Linked DNA regions of Sus scrofa: all the other regions are linked to region 1. A link is a contact called in public HiChIP or PLAC-seq data. All regions are on one chromosome and are shown on one strand. Each heading gives the region's core, a stretch centred on a gene start, on an enhancer-like site or on the middle of the called end of the contact. The rest is flanking DNA. Distances are from core to core; before and after follow the strand shown. Region 1 holds the start of ZMAT3 (zinc finger matrin-type protein 3). Region 2 holds the start of ACTL6A (actin-like protein 6A). Region 3 holds the start of GNB4 (guanine nucleotide-binding protein subunit beta-4).

Evidence for each region. HiChIP or PLAC-seq counts read pairs in DNA pulled down with a chosen protein or histone mark.
Region 2: an H3K27ac HiChIP or PLAC-seq map of alveolar macrophages shows a contact between it and region 1. The contact joins the promoter of ACTL6A here to the promoter of ZMAT3 in region 1. A contact is called at or near these places in 2 of 5 promoter capture datasets (fetal liver and liver), 2 of 47 Hi-C or Micro-C datasets (embryonic fibroblasts and omental adipose tissue) and 2 of 2 datasets of contacts at active chromatin or transcription factors (alveolar macrophages and skeletal muscle).
Region 3: an H3K27ac HiChIP or PLAC-seq map of alveolar macrophages shows a contact between it and region 1. The contact joins the promoter of GNB4 here to the promoter of ZMAT3 in region 1. A contact is called at or near these places in 1 of 5 promoter capture datasets (fetal liver) and 1 of 2 datasets of contacts at active chromatin or transcription factors (alveolar macrophages).

The regions. Positions count from the first base shown.
Region 1 is chr13:117,145,454-117,149,776 of Sscrofa11.1, forward strand. It overlaps ZMAT3 (zinc finger matrin-type protein 3), which reads right to left and starts at 2,186. Exons shown (of 7, transcript XM_021069855.1): 1 at 1,927-2,186; 2 at 1,663-1,752.
Region 2 is chr13:117,596,235-117,600,557 of Sscrofa11.1, forward strand. It overlaps ACTL6A (actin-like protein 6A), which reads left to right and starts at 2,181. Exons shown (of 14, transcript XM_003132545.5): 1 at 2,181-2,403. The coding sequence starts at 2,379.
Region 3 is chr13:117,511,535-117,515,857 of Sscrofa11.1, forward strand. GNB4 (guanine nucleotide-binding protein subunit beta-4) reads right to left here and starts at 1,853. Exons shown (of 10, transcript XM_021069860.1): 1 at 1,523-1,853.

The sequences.
Region 1 (4,323 bases), core at 936-3,435:
AACAACTTTTATACTAAAGTCAGGGTCTAGGGGCAGCAGAAGATATCAGTACAGTGAGAAAATGTAGTAAAGGGCAAAGTACATAAATTATTAGCATAGTATTTAACAATACTTCTCATTAAATATAATATTTAGAAGAACAATAATATTTTATTCTCAAGCAGAAGTATGTTGTCCATACCTCTGAGAGAATTTTTTTAATAAAGCAATACAGATTCAGAACATTTAAAAAGTCAGGTTCTCTACAATCATATTATTCTCTCAATTAAATCAAAGACATTCAGAAAGCAAAGGCAGATATGGATACTTTAAAAAGGAAAACTAAGGAGAGAAAGGCCACTTTTTAAAAAAGTTTAACTTCCTAATTATAATACTTCATAATATTAAAAGACTATGCATACCACCTGTAAAGAGACATACTGATACCAAAGTGCCAATGACAAACTGTCAACTCAGAAAAGAAATGGGGGCAGAGGGTGTCAAAATATCTGGATAAAGAAAATCAGCAATATAAACAGAAAATCAAATGCTACCAATCGCCTAGACATGTCTGGACTTGTTTTATGAAAGCTCACTCCCACTTGAGGAAATAGCATGGGGCTCCTCCAGTATCTTCTACAGGTTTCCGTCGAAATAAAGGCCTGATAACCTCCCCAAGAAAAAATTCTGGCCAAGAACAAACTTACCTATTATCACATTTTACCTTTACAACGTTTGAAGAAAAGCTACATAGTCTAAAATTTTTTCTTATAATATGTAACAATAAAAATGATGTCAACTACCCCGAAAGAATGTGTGCAGGACAATTACATCAGATATTACTATGCTTTAAAAAAATTTTTTAACAGTAGCATAAAACTAAAATCTACAAGAAGTAGTAAAACGAAGCCTTCTGTAGTAAAACGAAAGCACGAATGGTGGAACATAAAGAGACTCAAAGCAAATGCGGCTGTGTTCAACTACTGCATTAGATTAAAAGAAACTAACTTGATGAATGATATAAATAAAATATTCCTCAGATCATAAAAGCCGTTCAATTTGACGCTTAAAGTGGCATAAATGAAGGACTTACGATGGTTAATGACCCGGTGTGGAAGGGATTGAAGGAACAATAAAGAAAACCAAAGCTTCACAGAGTACCCTGTTTAAGGAAAACGAAAGATCATAGCATAGTTATAATGATCAGACTGGGGCCTACTCTTCACATACTGTATTAAAGACAACCACTTTCTCATTCGGAAAAATCTTCTGAGGAAAGAGAACACAATAAAGAAACAGGTTACCAGCACCCTCAGCAAACTAGGGAAGTCTGTAACTGGAAATTCTGGAAATGAGGGAAAGACGGTGAGCATTATTCAGAGGTCATCAGAAGGCAGAGAGAAGGAATGAGAAAGAGGAAAATAGAAAAATAATTAGTTGAGGTAAGGTACATCGCATAAAGAAGACCCAAAAGAACGCAAGAATCTGGGGGAGAAAAGGCCTGGGTGAATTGGCGAATGTTTTCCAGTCTCAGCTACGACGGTTCCTAATCCTAGGGAACCTTTCACATATTGGAATCAAAGCTACATGTACTTCAGTATCGCCCACATATACCCTACATTCCTAAAATGTGCATGCATAATACAGAAGCGCGCACACACACATACATTCACACGCACGCACCTCAATCCCATAAGGATGCCATCACGAAAGATGGAATCCCCGGTCTCCCACGGGGCGGGGGCAAGCTCGAGGGCCAAGGCAGCTGCACGCCTAGATGATCCAAACAGTACACGTGAAATGCTTAAAAACAACCAGATAAATAAAAGCAGCGCAAACCTGTCACGTGGAGCACAGGTGGAAAGACCGCACCGGAAAGGAACCGCTAGTCCCTTAGCTTCTGGGCTCGTCCTATATTCCCCGAGGCTCGCGATACCCCGCACTTACCGGAACCCCCGGGACTCGACGGAGTCTAGGCGCCGCGTCTTCCCCGGCCACCCGCCGCCGTCCGTCCTGCGCGCTCGAATCTGCCTGGTTCGTCTCCGCCGGGTTCAACTCTGCCTCCCTCCGCGCAACTTTCTCAGCTGGCCCAGGCAAGCCCCCTCCGCAGCTGAAGGCTGACTGTCAAAAGTCAGTGCTACCGGACCCACAGGGAAACAGCTGCAGGAAGTGACTGCGGAACCGGGAGGCGGCGGAGGAGGAGACTGAAGGCGCCGGCCCGGCGTCGCCAGTGCGCATGTCCTTGGTGGAGCAGGCCAGGCGACGGCCGCAGTAGCGGCGGCGGCAGCGGCTCCAGCATCCCGGGCGGGTGCGGTGCGCGCTGGGCATGTGCGGGGACTGTGAGCGCAGGGGCACTGAGGAACAAAGGCACAAGTCAGAGGGCTGATACACCACCGCGGACCCTAAAAGCTGTTTATCATATAACCTGGAAAGTTGATACAGAGCAGAAACCTGAACAGAGTTTTTGCAACTTTCACCTCCAGTCATTGAGATCCCAACTGTTTTCATTCCAGCCCCGCCTTCAGTCTGCTGATTGCCGGCTCAGGCGACTGAGAGGAGCTGCCAAAATATCCAGGATCCTTTAAACTCCTGCGGCAGAACCTTGAAACTGCACCTTCTTCCAGGATAAAGAATTCCAATCACATAAGAATTCCCCCCACCCTCCGACTCGAGAAACACACACACACACACACACACACACACACCCTCCCCAGCACCCAAAGCTGGCAAGATAGAGATGACTTTCTCTTGCTCGCGCTGCTCCCCGTCCCCTCAGCCTCACCTGCAAGACAGAAAAGACCAGGAAGAGACATTTAAGACTAAAATGTCACATCCTCTCATAGTAAACCTCAACGCTTTCAGGGACGACACTGAGAGATGAGTCGAGAGAATTCCAGCTCTAAAATGGTATTAACTAGTAAATTCTCCAATAAGAATACAATAAGAATATTTTCTGGGAGGGGGGGTAAAATATACATAACATAAATTTATCATTTTCACCATTTTAAATGTTCAGTTCAGTGATATTAAGTACATTCACAAGTTGTGTTTATTTTTTAATAATTAATTAAAATGTCAAGGAGATCTACATACAGCAAGATGTGTCCTAATAGTTGTAGGCAAACTACTGCAGCAAATTGAGGCTTTTTCTTTGGCTGAAGCACGCCATCCAATACTATCACCAACAAACCAAATAGAGTGTTTTCTAGAAATAACTTAATATATACAATGATGCTTTAAAAATCGCAACCACTGCTAATGTACACAGGCTATTTGTGCAGTGTAATTCATCATGCCTAGGTAGAAAACAAGAGTTTTTCTGAACTAAGCTTCTGTTTATGTATACGTACTTTGTGCCAAATTTTTAAATGACCACATTGTTTTTAAATAGTCCAGTTTTTTTTTTTTTTTTCTTCCCCCTTTTCTACGGCCGCTTCCCGTGGCATATGGAGGTTCCCAGGCTAGGGGTCTAATCGGAGCTGTAGCCGCCGGCCTACACCAGTGCCACAGTAACGTGGGATCCCAGCCACATCTTCAACCTACACCACAGCTCAGGGCAATGCCAGATCCTTAAACCACTGAGCGAGGGCAGGGATTAAACCCGCAACCTCATGGTTCCTAGTCAGATTCCTTAACCACTGTGCCACTACCGGAACTCCAAAATAGTCCAGTTTGATTTGTCTGCATGTAGCTGTCCAGTTTTCCCAACACCATTTATTGAAGAGGCTGTCTTTTCCCCATTGTGTATTCTTGTCTCAGTTGTCATAGATTAATTGGCAATGTAAGTGTGAAATTTATTTCCGCGTTCTCTATCCTGGTCCATTGATCTATGTGTCTGTTTCTGTGCCAGTACCATACTGTTCTGATTACTGTAGTATAGCCTGAAGACATGGAGCATGATACTTCCAGCTCTGTTCTTTCAAGATTGTTTGGGCTCTTCAGGGTATTTGTGTAATTAGTTTTTCTAGTTTGTGAAGAATGCCATTGGTATTTTGATAGTGATTGCTTTAAATCTGTAGATAGTCTTGGGTAGTACAGTTCTTTTTACAATATTTATTGGAAATCCATGAACGCAGTGTATCTTTCCATCTGTTTGTATCATCTTCAGTTTCTTTCATCAATGTCTTACAGTTTTTGGAGTACAGGTTTTTACCTCCTTAGGTAGGTTTTTTTTCCCAGGTATTTTATTCTTTTTGATATCATGGTAAATGGAATTGTTTCTTTAATTTCTTTTTTTTATAGTTTGTTGTTAGTGTATAGAATTGCAATAGATTACTGTATAATTTTGTATCCTCTGATTTTACCAAATTCATTGATGAGCTCTAGTAGCTTTTTGGTGGTATC
Region 2 (4,323 bases), core at 931-3,430, 450 kb after region 1:
AAAACATCTAAGTGTGACTTTCCTCTTTTTCTCAAGCTGTTCCTTTGGGCTTTCAGATTGATGAGTCCCTCCCCTCCAGTTTGTTCTTGGTGGAAGGAGACAGTCACAGCATCTCAGACCACTCTGGGGGCTAGGGGTGTGGTCCTCCTTCCGTAACCCATCTAACCTGTTTAGTTTTCTGATAAACTGAACTAGTGGGACAAAATACCTCACTCTTTGATTCAACCCAGATGGTATCTTATTTCCATGGAAGATATTAGTGAGAGTACTGACAAGAGATATCATTATATATAATCAATTTAAATTCCTATATAAGAATTACATGGAATTTAAATGGGAAATTGATAGAAATGGATTATTGTGTATTATACACACAACTAGTTTTCTCTTCAAAATTTAGCTATTACCAAATATTTTGATATTTATTTATTGGTCTTTTTAGGGTCACATCCAGGGCATATGGAGGTTCCCAGGCTAGGGGTTGAATCTGAGCTGTAGCCTCTGGCCCATGCCACAGCCACAGCAACACCAGATCAGAGCTGTGTCAGTGACCTACACGACAGCTCATGGCAACGCCAGATCCTTAACCCACTGAGCGAAGCCAGGGCTTGAACCTGCACCCTCATGAATACTAGTCAGGTTCATTTCTGCTGAGCCACGACAAGAATTCCATATATCTTATTTTATAACTCATCGGCTTTATTAAACACAACATAAAAACAGAGTGGAGACAGAATTTTATTTACAGTATGTATGTATGTATCTGCAGTGAGAACTGTAATCATGGGGCCACAGTTAACCCAGAGTACTTTGTGCATGGTACTAGATGTGTTAGATGTGTTACATGCATTGTCACTGGGGTCAGGAAACTCTCCCTATAAGTGATCCAATAGTAAATATAGCCTCCAGCTATGGCCTCTGTACTAAAACTCAACACTGCCCTTCAGACAAAAAAGCAGCCACAAACATATTCCAGTAAAACAGCTTATCATTAGATAAATGTGAATTTTACATAATTTTCACGTCACGAAATATTTTTCTTAAAATTATTAATTTTTTTTTAACTGGAACAGTCATTAATAGCTCAACAGCCACACAAAAACAAAGTAGTCTGGATTTGGCCCTGGGGCCATAGTTTGCTGACTTCTGCATTGTCTCATTGGGTAAACGGGAATTTCTAAATGATCAGGTATACTGCCATTACACTAAGTAAATAGGGAAGGGTTTTCTCCCTAACCTTGTTCCCCACCCTACTATCACTTTCAGCCTTGCTGCTGGCACTGAGACTGATGCGGCTTTATTCAACTGTTCTTAAGATAAGAGGTACCTATATGTCTAGACTCTAGGCAGACCAAGAACCATGAAGACATACAACTGATCTTAAGAATTTTAGCTGGAGCGACATGACCATGCTTTGGGTATTTTCATAAATCAAGCCGCCTGCAAAATGGCTAAAAGGGCAAGGCGACAAGTTATTGTAGTAATCCAGAGGAGCGACAACGGTGATCTGTACCAGTAGAAATAGACAGGTTGGAGATGTATTTAGGATTAGGTGATCGCTTGGAGGAGGATTGACTATATTGCTTTACACCTGGCTCAGAGGATAAAAGAAATTTATGACACTTTGAAAAACAACTTGTAAAGTGCTACCTAAATTTAGCGGGATACTGTATCATTCCCTTCTTTCAACTATTCATAACCATTTAAAAAACTTCACGGTCCTATCGGTTTGTCCGATTTACAGATTCTCCCTACCCCAAACTGGCGCATGGCACGTTAATATTTTCAACATAAATTCGTTGAAAATAGCTTTAAAAAAATTCTTCATTCACCAATATCCAAAGCCGTCGGAACTATCGCATGGAGAGGATTCCAGACCCCCTTCTAGAGGTTTATCTGGATTTGCCGGATTCCCACCGCTCCTCCACGCGCAGCCTCACCCCCTGGTCCGGCCCCATACTCTTGCCGACAGCCTGCCTCCTCCCTCTCCCGCTCCCTCCGCCCCACTCTCGGGCCCTTTCGGGAAGCTCCGCCCCCCCCAGTTCCGCAACTCAACTCCTCTCCTTCCGTCGCTTTCCATTCTCCCCGCCCCCATGGCTGTTTTCAATTGGCTAAACTGGCTGTGCCGCGACGGGGAGCGCGGCAGAGCCTCGTTCTTATTGGTTGAAATATAGCCGGGCCTCTTGTGATTGGCTGCTAAGGGGAGCCAGCAAGTGTGACTGCGCTCCGGGGTGTGTGGACGCCGCTTTGTTGCCTGAGGGGGGTGGCGGTGGAAGTTAAGAGGGTCGGGGGCTAGAGCGTCTCCGGATCTGTAGTCGCGGCGGTTGCGGTCGCTTCGCCTGGTGTCCTTTAGCGTAGGAGTCGCGTCAACAGCAGCCATGAGCGGCGGGGTGTACGGGGGAGGTGAGTGAGTGCGGCTGCTCGAGAGCGCGCCTTTTTAGCGTGTGGGGTTCGTAACCGCCGCCCCCAGCCCTCCCCTCCCCTCCCCTCCCCGGCGGCCCTTCCGGTCTCCCCCTCTCGGGACCCCGGCCTCCCCGCCCCATCCCCGCCCCGCGCTTTGCCCGCCCCCGGAGCCCACCCGGCTCCACGATCGCCCCGGGCGCCCGGAGTCGCCGCCCCCTGGGGCCTCTTCCAGTTTCCGCCCGCCGGGGAACCGGTTTTTGGGGGTGCACGCCGCCCCGGGGCTGGGCGGACAGCTCCCCTCGGGGGCCCGGCCCGGCGAGCCGCGACTGGATTGGCCGGCTCAGGGGCTCTTCTCAGGCAGTCGGCTCTGTTGGGGTGTGCGTGCTTGCGTGTTTAAACTTGGGAGGTCCCGGCAGTTAGCTAGTGTGGACCGCGGGTTTTCGCGGCGTCGGGGAGATGGCAAAGCGAGCCGCGAGGGTTGGAACTGATTGGAGGAGTGGCGGCCACTCCGGACGCAGCCTCCTCTCCGTCCGCGCTCCGCACTCATGCTGCCTCACCTTTCAATAACTCCTGCATATATGTTGACTGTGGATTCTCCAGAGTTATTCGTGGGCGGGTCTGCTCAGGGTTAGTATAGAGATATGGGTAATTTAAGAATGAGTGGGGTGCGCGGTATAGTGAAAGATTTCCGCGGGCTGGGGCTTACATCCACCTGGGTTGTAATATCAGCCTCACTTTTTATTAAACTCTTTGCCTTGGGCAAGTTGTTTAACTTTTCCCAACTTCAGACGATTCGTTTGTGGAATGAAAATTCCTACCCATTGGGATGATTGTGAAGGTTAAGGGGGGGTAATGCTACACTTGCTACTCAAAGTATGAGCCAAAGATCAATAGCATCAGCTTCACTTGTAAGCTCTTTAGAAAATACTGAATTAGAGCCTCCGTTTTTTTGCAAGATACCTAGGTGAAGCACTGAGTTATATGATTTCCTAACCCAAAATGTTGGTCTTGTTGTTGTGTTTAGTAAGGATATTGTTTCTGAAGAGGTTTTATAGGTAGGATATGAAAATAAGGTTTTTAAAGTTCTTAGTAGTTTTGAAATGAAGCTTGAGTCTCAGGTGACACACTGACCCTCACCCCCTCCTTCCCTGTATATGTTCTTAGTTTTAATTTCTCAAATGTGAGAGTTAGTAGTTTCCCATTTTTACTTTGAAGAAAGCCTAGTGGATCTTCATGATTTACTTCTCTCCCATCTGAAGATGCAGTCCTGACAGAAAAACTGGATCTATGTGCCTTTGCCTCATGAAGGCTACTGACTGTATTGACTTTCAGGTTCACTGATCCAAGGACCTAAAGGCTACCCACTGAGTAATTCCTTACAAGGCATTGTTTAATGTGATTAAGGTAGAAATAGATACCAATAATGCGAACGTTAACATTTATTGAGTGCATGCTGTGTACCAAGAACTGTTCCAGAGGCTTGCTGTTGCATTTAACACATGCATGAACTTAATCAACAACAACCGTGGGGGATGGTACTGCTTATCCCTGTATTATTAAAGAGGAAAATGAGGTTTAGAAAAGATTAAGTAGCTAGCCTAGAGTTACCTAACTTTCTAGTAAATGGGAAATAGGAACCTCTGGGATAAAGAAAAGGCATTTCAGTAAAACCCTTTCCCACTTAAAAAAAAAAAAAAAAAAGGTTTTTGGTTGTTTCTCCATAAGCCGTTCTTCAAGTATATAACCACAGCATATTCATATATGATTTAGATATTCACAATAAATATCCTATGTCTCATTTGCTTATGTAGAGGAATATATCTTAAAGTCTACTTCATATATAAAGTATTTAAAACTCACAAAAATGCATGGTTATAAAGTATTTAAAACTCACAAAAGTGCATGGTTTTGTGTTTGAGC
Region 3 (4,323 bases), core at 603-3,102, 370 kb after region 1:
CTTATTATGGTAATCATTTTGTAATTTATATGTATATTAAATCATCACATTGTATACCTTACACTTACACAATGTCATGTTAATATCTCAATAAAGCTGGAAAAAATAATAAAAGAAGCAATTCTGTAAGTTAACAAAGGCTAACTCAGAACAATCTCCTAAATAACACCTATGGCTCACAGACATGAACATAAATGTATCACACTCAGATTAAATAATTTCATAAATGTGTGTATACAAGAGAATTAAAAGACATTTAATAAAATGATATTTTTAAAGTTCCTATTTCACTTTCAAATTCATCTACAAACCAAAATGCAACATGTAAAGTCTTTAAATGATCTGTAACCAAATACTGAAATATACAATAAACTTTCAGAGCCCAGGATCAGTAATAAACCAAAAGCCCCACACTGAAAAGTCTAAAAAATAAAAATATGCAATGGCGAAGAGATTCAAAGCATACAACTTTACCTATACAGACTATTGTTTTCCTTGGCGACTAGAAATGACTTCTCTTTCATCTTAAAGAAGGAGAGTGTGCTCTGTTTCTGTTCTAAAAGACACACTTAAAGGTCACAATCTCAGTTTGCAACACTAAGATGGACCGATAGTAAAGCGTTCTAATCAACAATTCAATGCCGAATGTCTTAAGAAAACTTTCCAGTAGGGTGCTAATTCACAGACCGAGCTATTCTGCCAGTGGAGGGAGAAAGATGCGTCCACACCCTTTATTAAAAGAGAAAGGGAAGGAGTAGGAAAAAAGGGAAGAGAGAGATGCAAAATAACAAACTGCTTCTATAAACAAATTTAAGCCTGTTTTTAAACTTTTGGGAATTCTATCTTCCTTTACCGACGGAAGAGCAATAAATATCAAAGCACAAGGAAATTATTTGTGTTCTGAAGCAGAAAAAGAACGTGGAGAGAAAAGGAAAACATTTTATCATGTGTTGAACTTAAAAGTATTCAAAATTCTTAACACCCCCCCTTACTGTGCATCATATTTCCAAAATAAATTTAACACGAAACTAATGGACTCATTTTTAGCACTCAGTGGAGAACTTTTATGAGCTCTCCCAGGGCTCTCGACCCAATAACCCTTTTGGGCAGCCCTGAATAATCGCTATCCTCAGGACAAACACCAGCTCGCGTTCCAGTGCCCCGAAGGGACCTCGGGGTGCGGAGAGGCACCTAGGGGTCGAAAGCCCAGGGACCATGGCTCACCCCCTCGCTGCCCAGAGCGAGCGGTCCCAAGGGCCTAGGAAGTGTCCGAAGCTGCGGCCAAACGGCCGGTCCCTGCACTAGAGCGCCACCGAGGCGCGCCCGCCCCGTCCTCCCAGGCAGGGTTCGCCGACCGGAGCTCCCAATCCTCGGGTCAGGAGGAACTCTGCCGGACCCGGGCCGCCTCCAGGGCCGAGTTCCGCCGGGGCAGCCTCGCGGCGCCTCACGCCCCCCTGCAGGAAGCCCGAGATGCCCCCGCGGGGCGCACCGACCAGCCGCAGCTTGCGCGGCAGCCGCCTACCTGGAGGGAGCTCGGGCCGGCTTGGACCCGGCGTCCGAGGGTCGGCTGGGCGCCTCGCAGCTCCTGGCGCACGGACCGGGCGTGCGGAGCGCAGCGCAGCGCACCGCCGAGACCAACGCCGCGGAGATCCGCCGACCACACCCAGGCCCGCGCCGCCCAGCAGCCAACTCTGCGGCGCGCGGGGCCGGGGCGGGGACGTGGCTTGAGGCGCGAGGCGCGAGGCACGAGGCGCGCGGGTCCCGCGGGGACGCGGCGCGGGCGCGCGCAGACCCCTGAGCGTGCGCGGCCTGGGCAGGGGGCGAAGGCAGCTGGCGCTGCGCACAGCTTCTGCTTCCTATTTTCTATCTCGTTTCCTGCTAGAAGGAGAAGAAAAACATTAATTCCCAGGCAGTTTCGTTTTCTTGGTGCAGCGCCTGGACGACGGAGCACACTTCTGAGTAGCGCCCAAGTGGGTTGGCCAGTTTTCCTTCCCGGCACAGTACAGGCCTCAGTTTGCTTGAGGGTAGGGCAGGGGGGCTGACTTAGAAGATCTCAAGGTCCCGCTTAGGTTTAACATTTCTGGAATTTTAAATGTAAGAGAGTAAACTGAAGCCCAGAGTCTTACAAAATTGCACTGCAATCCCAGCTCTAATGTCGCTAGTTTTGTGATCCTGTACCGTCTCAGGGCCTTAGTTTCACCGGCGAAATAGGGATAGTGTATCTGCCTCATAAAGGTGCTAAAATTTTTAATGAGATAACATTTAAACAGAGCCTACCTCTGAATAAATAATCAATGCTTGGAAGTTGTTACTATTGTCACTGATGAAAGGAGGCCTTCCAGATAACCCCATCAAGTCACTTGTCTCTGCATGAGTTAAAACATCACATGCAACCGACTTTTCCCACATTTCTCTGGGTGTTTTATGTTTAAAATGTCATAAAATGAATGCATCTACCAAATTTGCTTCCTCTGAAGTCAGTACCGCCCGGGAGCAATTTTCCTCTCCCCACCCCCATCTTTCTTCTGAGTTAATTCCAGTTTGACAGACTGTTGCTATAGCATTCCTTCTCTGACGTCAAACAATTTAAAGAAACAGCCCTGGGTAACGAAAACTGCAGAGGAGTTCTTTGTCGAGTTTCTGTGCTGGAGAAAGGTTTGAACAATATCTTCAGAGAACTTTAACACCTCCGCAGCCTTCCATTTCTTCTTCAGCAGCTTCCCACTATCACCTGGAATAAATCTTCTAGTACCTTTGTGATGAATGCACCCTGACTGAAGCTGTGGAGAAAATGTGACCCTTTGTATAAAAGCCAGACCATAACAAAAATGGAAACAGCTGTGGTACTAGGATGATAAAATTATAGGGTTCCCCCCCAAATTTTCATTTCTTAATGTGGGGTGTCTGGAAGGTTGATTGGGACCTGAATGGGTCCTTTGCAACTGTAACTGTTTATAGATTTTAATGATTAAATCTTGAGCTTTGTCATTTTTAGGAGGAAGCAAAGGAAAATTGTTATTTATTTAAGAAATTCCTATTATGTACCAGACTCCCTGCTTTCTTCTTTCTTTCTTTCTTTTCCTTTTTTCTTTTTTTCTTTTTTTTTTTTTTTTTTTTTTGACTTTTTGCCTTTTCTAGGGCCACTCCCAGGGCATATGGACGTTCCAAGGCTAGGGGTCTAATCTGAGCTGTTGCTGCCGGCCTACGCCAGAGCACAGCAACTTGGGATCTGAGCCACATCTGCAACCGACACCACAGCTCACAGCAACTCGGGATCCTTAACCCACTGAGCAAGGCCAGGGATCGCATCCACAATCTCATGGTTCCTAGTTAGATTCGTTAACCACTGAGCCACGACGGGAACTCCAGACTCCCTGCTTTCTGATATTGTATTATTCTCATACTGACTTTACAATGTGCATTCTATCCCCATTTTACAGATTAGTAAATTGAGGCTCAGTGAGATTATGGCATTTACCTAGAATTATACAGAAAGTGTCATAGCCTTACATGGAATCCAGATTGGGTTGACTCCAAAGCCAACTTTCTTTTTATTTTCTTTTTTTCCTACAGCTACACCTCCACCATGTGGAAGTTCCCAGGCCAGGGTCGAACTGGAGCTGGAGCTGCTGGCCTACACCACAGCCACAGAGCACCAGATCTTTAACCCACTGAGTAAGCCAGGGATCAAACCCACATCCTCGTAGATACTAGCCATGTTCTTAACCCGCTGATACACAACTGGAACTCCTAAATCCCACTTTCTTTAAGATTCTTCTCTGTCTTATTCTCATGCGACTGGCACTTAACAGATATCATAGGTCTTTGAGAGGTGATTAGGTTAAGATTATTAGTTGAAAAACAAGTTGCTTGTATTTAGGAAAACCCAGTGGAAAGTACTGAGATATTCTAGTCTAGAAAAGATGAGGGGAAATATAAATCAACATCTTCTAAACACAAAAACATGAGATGGTACAAGAATTTTACTGACCATTATTTGAAGATTTGAGATGACTTCTATGATGAGTTTGACCTTCCTGAAAATTTGATGTGGACAGAGAAATTACTAGAAGAATAAAGTCCAAGTACAAAAAAGGAAAATTTAACATCCAAAGTAGTTCACTTTCAAGAACATTATATTTCTGTTTTGCCACACATGATGCATATTTTTCTGAAAAGAACACTTACTTGTTAAAGGACAAGCCTGTATTGCAAATCTGAAAGTGGAGCTGATGAAAAGAATTTCATTACCAGGAATGATTTCCTAAAAGAAGAGTGATGCATCTAAGTGATCTAGCAACTAGCAATTTTTCAAATAATAGC